Regions from separate parts of the Mus musculus genome. Here region 1 is linked to region 2. Evidence: chromatin contacts called from public promoter capture Hi-C data. All regions are on one chromosome and are shown on one strand. Each heading gives the region's core, a stretch centred on a gene start, on an enhancer-like site or on the middle of the called end of the contact. The rest is flanking DNA. Distances are from core to core; before and after follow the strand shown. Region 1 overlaps Alg9 (asparagine-linked glycosylation 9 (alpha 1,2 mannosyltransferase)). Region 2 overlaps Dixdc1 (DIX domain containing 1).

The links. Capture Hi-C pulls out chosen DNA fragments and counts their contacts.
Region 1: a promoter capture Hi-C map of liver shows a contact between it and region 2. The contact joins two enhancer-like sites. A contact is called at or near these places in 2 of 39 promoter capture datasets (the SN4741 cell line and cranial neural crest), 1 of 15 datasets of contacts at CTCF or cohesin (embryonic stem cells), 12 of 484 Hi-C or Micro-C datasets (the HL-1 cell line, embryonic stem cells and liver), 5 of 115 datasets of contacts at active chromatin or transcription factors (bone marrow-derived macrophages and embryonic stem cells) and 1 of 9 other capture datasets (liver).

The regions. Positions count from the first base shown.
Region 1 is chr9:50,797,262-50,799,961 of GRCm38.p6, forward strand. All of the region lies in intron 8 of Alg9 (asparagine-linked glycosylation 9 (alpha 1,2 mannosyltransferase)), which reads left to right. Among named protein-coding and RNA genes, the nearest start is that of Gm38476, 23 kb to the left of the region's middle. Within about 2 kb of position 1,325, at least 16 of the 459 cell types and tissues checked have an H3K27ac peak or open chromatin away from gene starts, as enhancers often do. A contact at or near this core is called in liver, where this site is marked.
Region 2 is chr9:50,666,853-50,669,552 of GRCm38.p6, forward strand. Dixdc1 (DIX domain containing 1) reads right to left here. Exons shown (of 20, transcript NM_001374656.1): 18 at 2,598-2,700; 19 at 808-916. Among named protein-coding and RNA genes, the nearest start is that of Dlat, 8.4 kb to the left of the region's middle. Within about 2 kb of position 1,424, at least 6 of the 459 cell types and tissues checked have an H3K27ac peak or open chromatin away from gene starts, as enhancers often do. A contact at or near this core is called in liver, where this site is marked.

The DNA of each region.
Region 1 (2,700 bases), core at 75-2,574, 130 kb after region 2:
GTGCTAGTGTGACATTTGTAAGAAGATCTATTATTTAGGTCCCACTGTCGTATAAAATTATAGGCCTTTGCAAAACAGGTTTCCCATCATTCAGTCTATGGATTAATAAACATGATTCCTTCTTTTAGCCTCTTTGAAGACTCCCTTAGCTCATTTGAGTGGAAGGAACAGAGGCACTTTGCCTACACAGGGAGACCCTGCTGCCAGCCTGCTACAGAGTCCTCTTGTGTCCCCTCCCCCCAAATGCTCAGCTTGCCAACCTGAGGTGCATTTTCTTGCACTGTCAACTTGGACCTAGCCTTGTGAGCATCAGCATGGTAAAGCCTGAGATGAAAGCTGCCACTCTTAGGGCATGCAAGCCATTGAATATGGGGGACACCCGCTAGCCGAATTAAAAGTCACCTTTTTATTTTATTTTTTGTTCCTTTTTTCCTTTTTTTTGTTTTTTTTTTGTCTTTTGTTATTTTATTTATTTATTTATTTATTTATTTATTTTGGGTTTTTTGTTTTGTTTTGTTTTGGTCAGTTGACCTTTCTTCAGTTTTGGCTTATTCCCCAGTGCTTGCTCCATCCTTCAGGGAAGTAAGCCTATTAGGAAATGTGCACAGACTAGCTGAGAGCTTGATAAATGAACACACGAAGATCACATAGAAGGTATGGTATAGTAAGCGATGGTAGCGACAGTTGCTCAAAATGGGGGTGCTTGCCAAGACAGCACCTGTATGAGCAAGCACCAGAGAGAAGGCAGCTTCCCTCCTCCGATGCTTAGCATCGTCATGGCTGCACAGAGAAGGAAGGCCCCCATCTTCTCTGGCTGGTCTCTTTTCTCCACAGGCCTAGATTTCTAGACTTTTGTTAAGAAATATAATGAGTCAAAGGTTGCCCTGTCTTCTTATTGCGGGAGAGAGTGGATAGTCACCTCTCAGAAAGCTGGGTCCTAAAGGATTTAGTTTAGAAAAAATGCTCCTACTAATTGAAACCCAGAGAAGACATTTCTCCAGAGGGTTTATTTAACTTAGAGACATGGGGAAGACAAGATTAAAGATGTCCTGAATGACCTGCTGGAGACAGACTTCCATTCCTACCGTTTAGCTGTCTGTGAGCAGGAGTGAACTTTCCCCAGAGGTGGCCCACAATTGAAGCGGGCCCTTCCTCAGTGAGCCCTCCCATTCCTCCAAGTGTTGCTGGCATTATGATTTTAGTCTCTGACCTTATTTTTGCTGTGCAAGCCACAAAGCGTTAGGTTTTTGAGTGTTCTCTGCCTCCTGATTACCTTTTTAAGCAATGCTGATTGCAGGGAATTGCTGTGGCGCAAGACGGATGTCACAACACACACTGATTAAAGCCCACACGTGTCATTCACTGCCTGATTGAAGCAATCATACAGGGGGAAAAGCAGAGAGGAAAACAGCTCATGTGCAGGGAGGGAGCTAGTTCTTACCACTTAGGCTTAAGGATTTTGAATTACAGAATAAAAACTAGTGAGAATGAGATTTGTTTCAGCCATTTTGCTTCTTTCTGTGTCCTTTGAGTTCTGAGCAGGACCTGGGTCTCTGATCTAATCTGTAGCCAAGGTTGGGGGAGTGGAGCTGGCGAGGCTGGAAAGATGGCTCAGTGGCTAAGAGTGTCTGCTGCCCTCATAGAGGCAACTAAGTTTGGTTTCCTGGTACCAAGTCAGGCAGGTTATAACTACGTGTACCTTCAGTTCTAGGGTGGGCAATCTCAACCTTCCTAATGCTCTGACCCTTTAATACATGTTGTGTATTATGCATGTGGTATAAAATTATTTTCCTTGCTACTTCATAACTGGAATTTTTGCTAATATTATGAATTGTAATGTTAGTCTCTGAAATGCAGGATACCTGTTATGACCCCCATGAAAGCATCATTCGGCTCCCAGGTTGAGAACCACTGCTCCAGGCATCTGATGCCTTCTTTGGCTTTTATAAGCACCTGCACATACATACACATAAAATACACACACACACACACACACACACACACACACAAAATTAAGCTGTTGATTTTTATTAAATATATATGTAATTATGGTGTGTGTATCTGGTTCTACGAAGACTAAACCCAGGGCTTCATGAATGCTAGGCAAATACCCTACCACTCAACTTATCCCTAACCCTGGCCATGAGTTATTCCCTCTTACGAAATACATGGTATCTTATATGTGTATAAAATAGTAATTGAACTTCTCAAGGGGTTACATAGCTCCAAGTAAGTTTATCTATTGGCTTTGATCATTTGGCCTACATATTGAATGCAGAACTTGAAGCCCCAGTTAAAATTCCAATGATTTTTTTTTTTTTTTGTTTCCTATAGCTCTGTGCTCTTAAGCTACCACTATTAGAGAACGTGTTTGTCCCATGTGGGTGTGGCGTTTGGGAGTAGGCACTGCAAATAGCCATTTGAGTTTGTAGGTGCCATCGTAACAGAATACTTGAGACGAGGTAATGAAGAGCATAGACTCACTTCTCCTTCTGGAGGCTGGGAGTCCAGTATGAAAGCTCTCGTATGTTCAAGCCTGCTGGTGCACTGGCACCGCATCACTGTATCCTTTAGAGGACAATTGTGCATCCTCTATGGTAGAGGAGATGATGGGAATAAAGTGAAATAGTCCAAGCCCAATGGTACACATCTATAGCGTCTTCACCAGTCTGCCCTTCCGTCTTCTGCTCTTGTGCTTCC
Region 2 (2,700 bases), core at 174-2,673:
GTTGGAGATGTGAAGAGTGCTCTGCCGTCAGACACGGAGAGGCAGACTGGAGTGGGTCTGCTGTGGTCCAGCATTTCCTCTCTCTGCCCCCTTCCCTCTCTTTTGGAAGGGAAATGTATAACCTGCGCCATTGTCTGTTATACATGTGAACTGCTTCTTGATTCTGATTTTACAGGGGGTTATAGTTAAGAGAGCACCTTGAATCTCCAAAAAGATATTGAACTTTGGACTTTACTTTTAAAGTGTTGAGTCCGTGACAGACTGTGGACTTTTGAAGTTGGACTGAATGCATTTTTGCATTATGACATGGTTACAAACCTATGGGGGTCAGGGAGTAGAATGGTGATTTTAATAAGAAGTGTTCCCCATAAACTCTTATGTTGGAATGCTTAGACATCAGGGGGTCTACTTGGCACTACTTGGGAGAGATTAGCAAAGGTGGTCTTGTTGGGGAAAGTTTGCCTTTGGGGATGGGCTTTGAGGTTTCAAAGGCCCAAGCCAAGCCCAGTGTCTGTCTGTCTGTCTGTCTGTCTGTCTGTCTGTCTGTCTCCTGCCAGAACAGCAGAACTCCAGTTCTACCACTCAGTAGAACTCTCAGCTCCTTCTCCTGCACAATGTCAGCCAACACCATGTCATGCTTCCCACATGATGATAATGGACGGAACCTGCTTTCTTTTCTAAGAGTTGCCTCAGTCACGGTGTCTCTTCACAGCAATGGAACACTGACTAGGGTGGGAACTCAGGTATTTCTGGGAGCTAATTCAGGAGTGACCAGTAACACTCCCAGCTTGCTCCTGGATTCTGTACCTCTTCTTTGACTGTGCCAAACTCGGGATCCAGTGCTTTGAAGTGGTATCGGTGATTCCCTTCCCGATCAATAGCTGCTTTAAAATCCTTCAGTGTCACCTCCCCCAACCTGTAATAGAGGAGAGTGTACCAAAATAGTTTGTCAATTGATAGGCTGGGAAGGTAGTGTGTTAGTTTAAAATCCAGGTCCCAACAAAAGTCAACAGGCAGAAATAGCATGGCTTTGATACTAGGTCACGGCCCTTGATAACCAAGATAAAATAAAAGTTGGGCAACCAGTCAACACTAGGAATGAGCATGGCATTACACATCAGGTGATCCAAGAACTCAAATTCATTGCTTTTGCTGTTTTTAACCTAGAAAATAAAGTATTCAAAATAAAATTAAATAACTACTAATATTACTAAGTTTTCTCAGTTTTTCTCCTGACATAGTGGCCTAGTTTTCTTAGGCTGATAAAATTAAATCCATCAGTTTGTTTGTTTGTTTGTTTTGTTTTGTTTTGACAGGGTCTCACTCTGTAGGCCAAGCTTGCGTTGGCTTTGCTACACAGCGTAGGAAGACTTCAAATTCACCATCATGTTTCAGGGCCCCAGCTGACAGACTACATGTAAGTGCCTCTCAGCATTCCTCTGTGTTTGGAAAATACAGAAACGCCCTGTGGTGGCGCATGCCTCTAACCCCAGCACTATGGAGGCAGCAGTGAGCAGATCTCTGAGTTCAAAAGCATCCTGGACTACAGAATAAGTTTCAGGACAGCCAGGACTACACAGAGAAACCCTGTCATGGAAAACAACACCCCTCCCCCAAAGAAAACAATACAAAACAAAAATAAAAACCCTCACTTTTATCTAGTCCAAATAAGCAGACTCTAAGAGAGGAGAAACCCTAGGAAGCTCCCTTGGTAGTTGGCCAGGGTTTATTTTATTTATAAACCAGAGCCTTAAGCAATACGAGGCAAGCACGCTGTCAGTGAGCTCCATCCCTGGCCCCACGCAGCATCTTTATTCTGTACTGAGATGAACTTCTGGGACATTCTCCACACAAATCCTTACAGGTATGACTTGCCGTCACCCTTGAGTAGTAAACACCCACGAGTGGGGCCCAGGAGCTCAGGCTAGAGGTCATGGCTACCAGAAGGGGCTATTTTGAATACTTAAAAGAACAAGTTTTTCCAAACTTGTATAGCTATCAGAACAAGAAGCACAATTATTTTTCCTGTGGGCCTGGGTATGGTGGTGCATGCCTTAATCTCAACACTTGGGAGGCAGGGGCAGGTGGATCTCTGTGAGCACAGGCCACCCAGAGCTACACAGTGAGACCCTGTCTCAAAACACTAAAACAAAACAAACAACTCAAAACAACATACAGTGCTTATTCCTGTGCCTAGCAATACCTCCTGCTTGTCCACTATAATGTCACTGGTTGCTGGGTGTGGTGGTGGATGACTTTAACCTCAGCACTCAGGATGCAAGGCAGGAGGGAGTTATTAGCTGGAGGGAGGCCAGCCTGGTCTACATAAAGAGTTCAAAACCAGCCAAGGCTACATAGTAATACTTTGTCTCCAACAACACCACCAAAACCAAAATACAAACAAACAAAAAACCAACAAAAACCCAAACAAACAAACAAAACCCTGGTAAGCAGGAGGCAGAATCTCTAAGTCCTGGGCTCTGGTTTCCATACAAGCTGGCTTTCAAACACCTTCAGCTGCTCATCAGGCTGTTACTGAGGACTCTGCTTCTGTTCGGTTTGTCTTTTACAGTGAAGGAATGGCATGGACGTCTCACCTCTTTGGAATATTGACCATGAAGGGCGTGAGCGAGCGGTCGGTGAAATAGAGCACCTTAGTGCAGGTGCTGCTGACGGCTGGGGAACTCTGGGAGTGAGGCA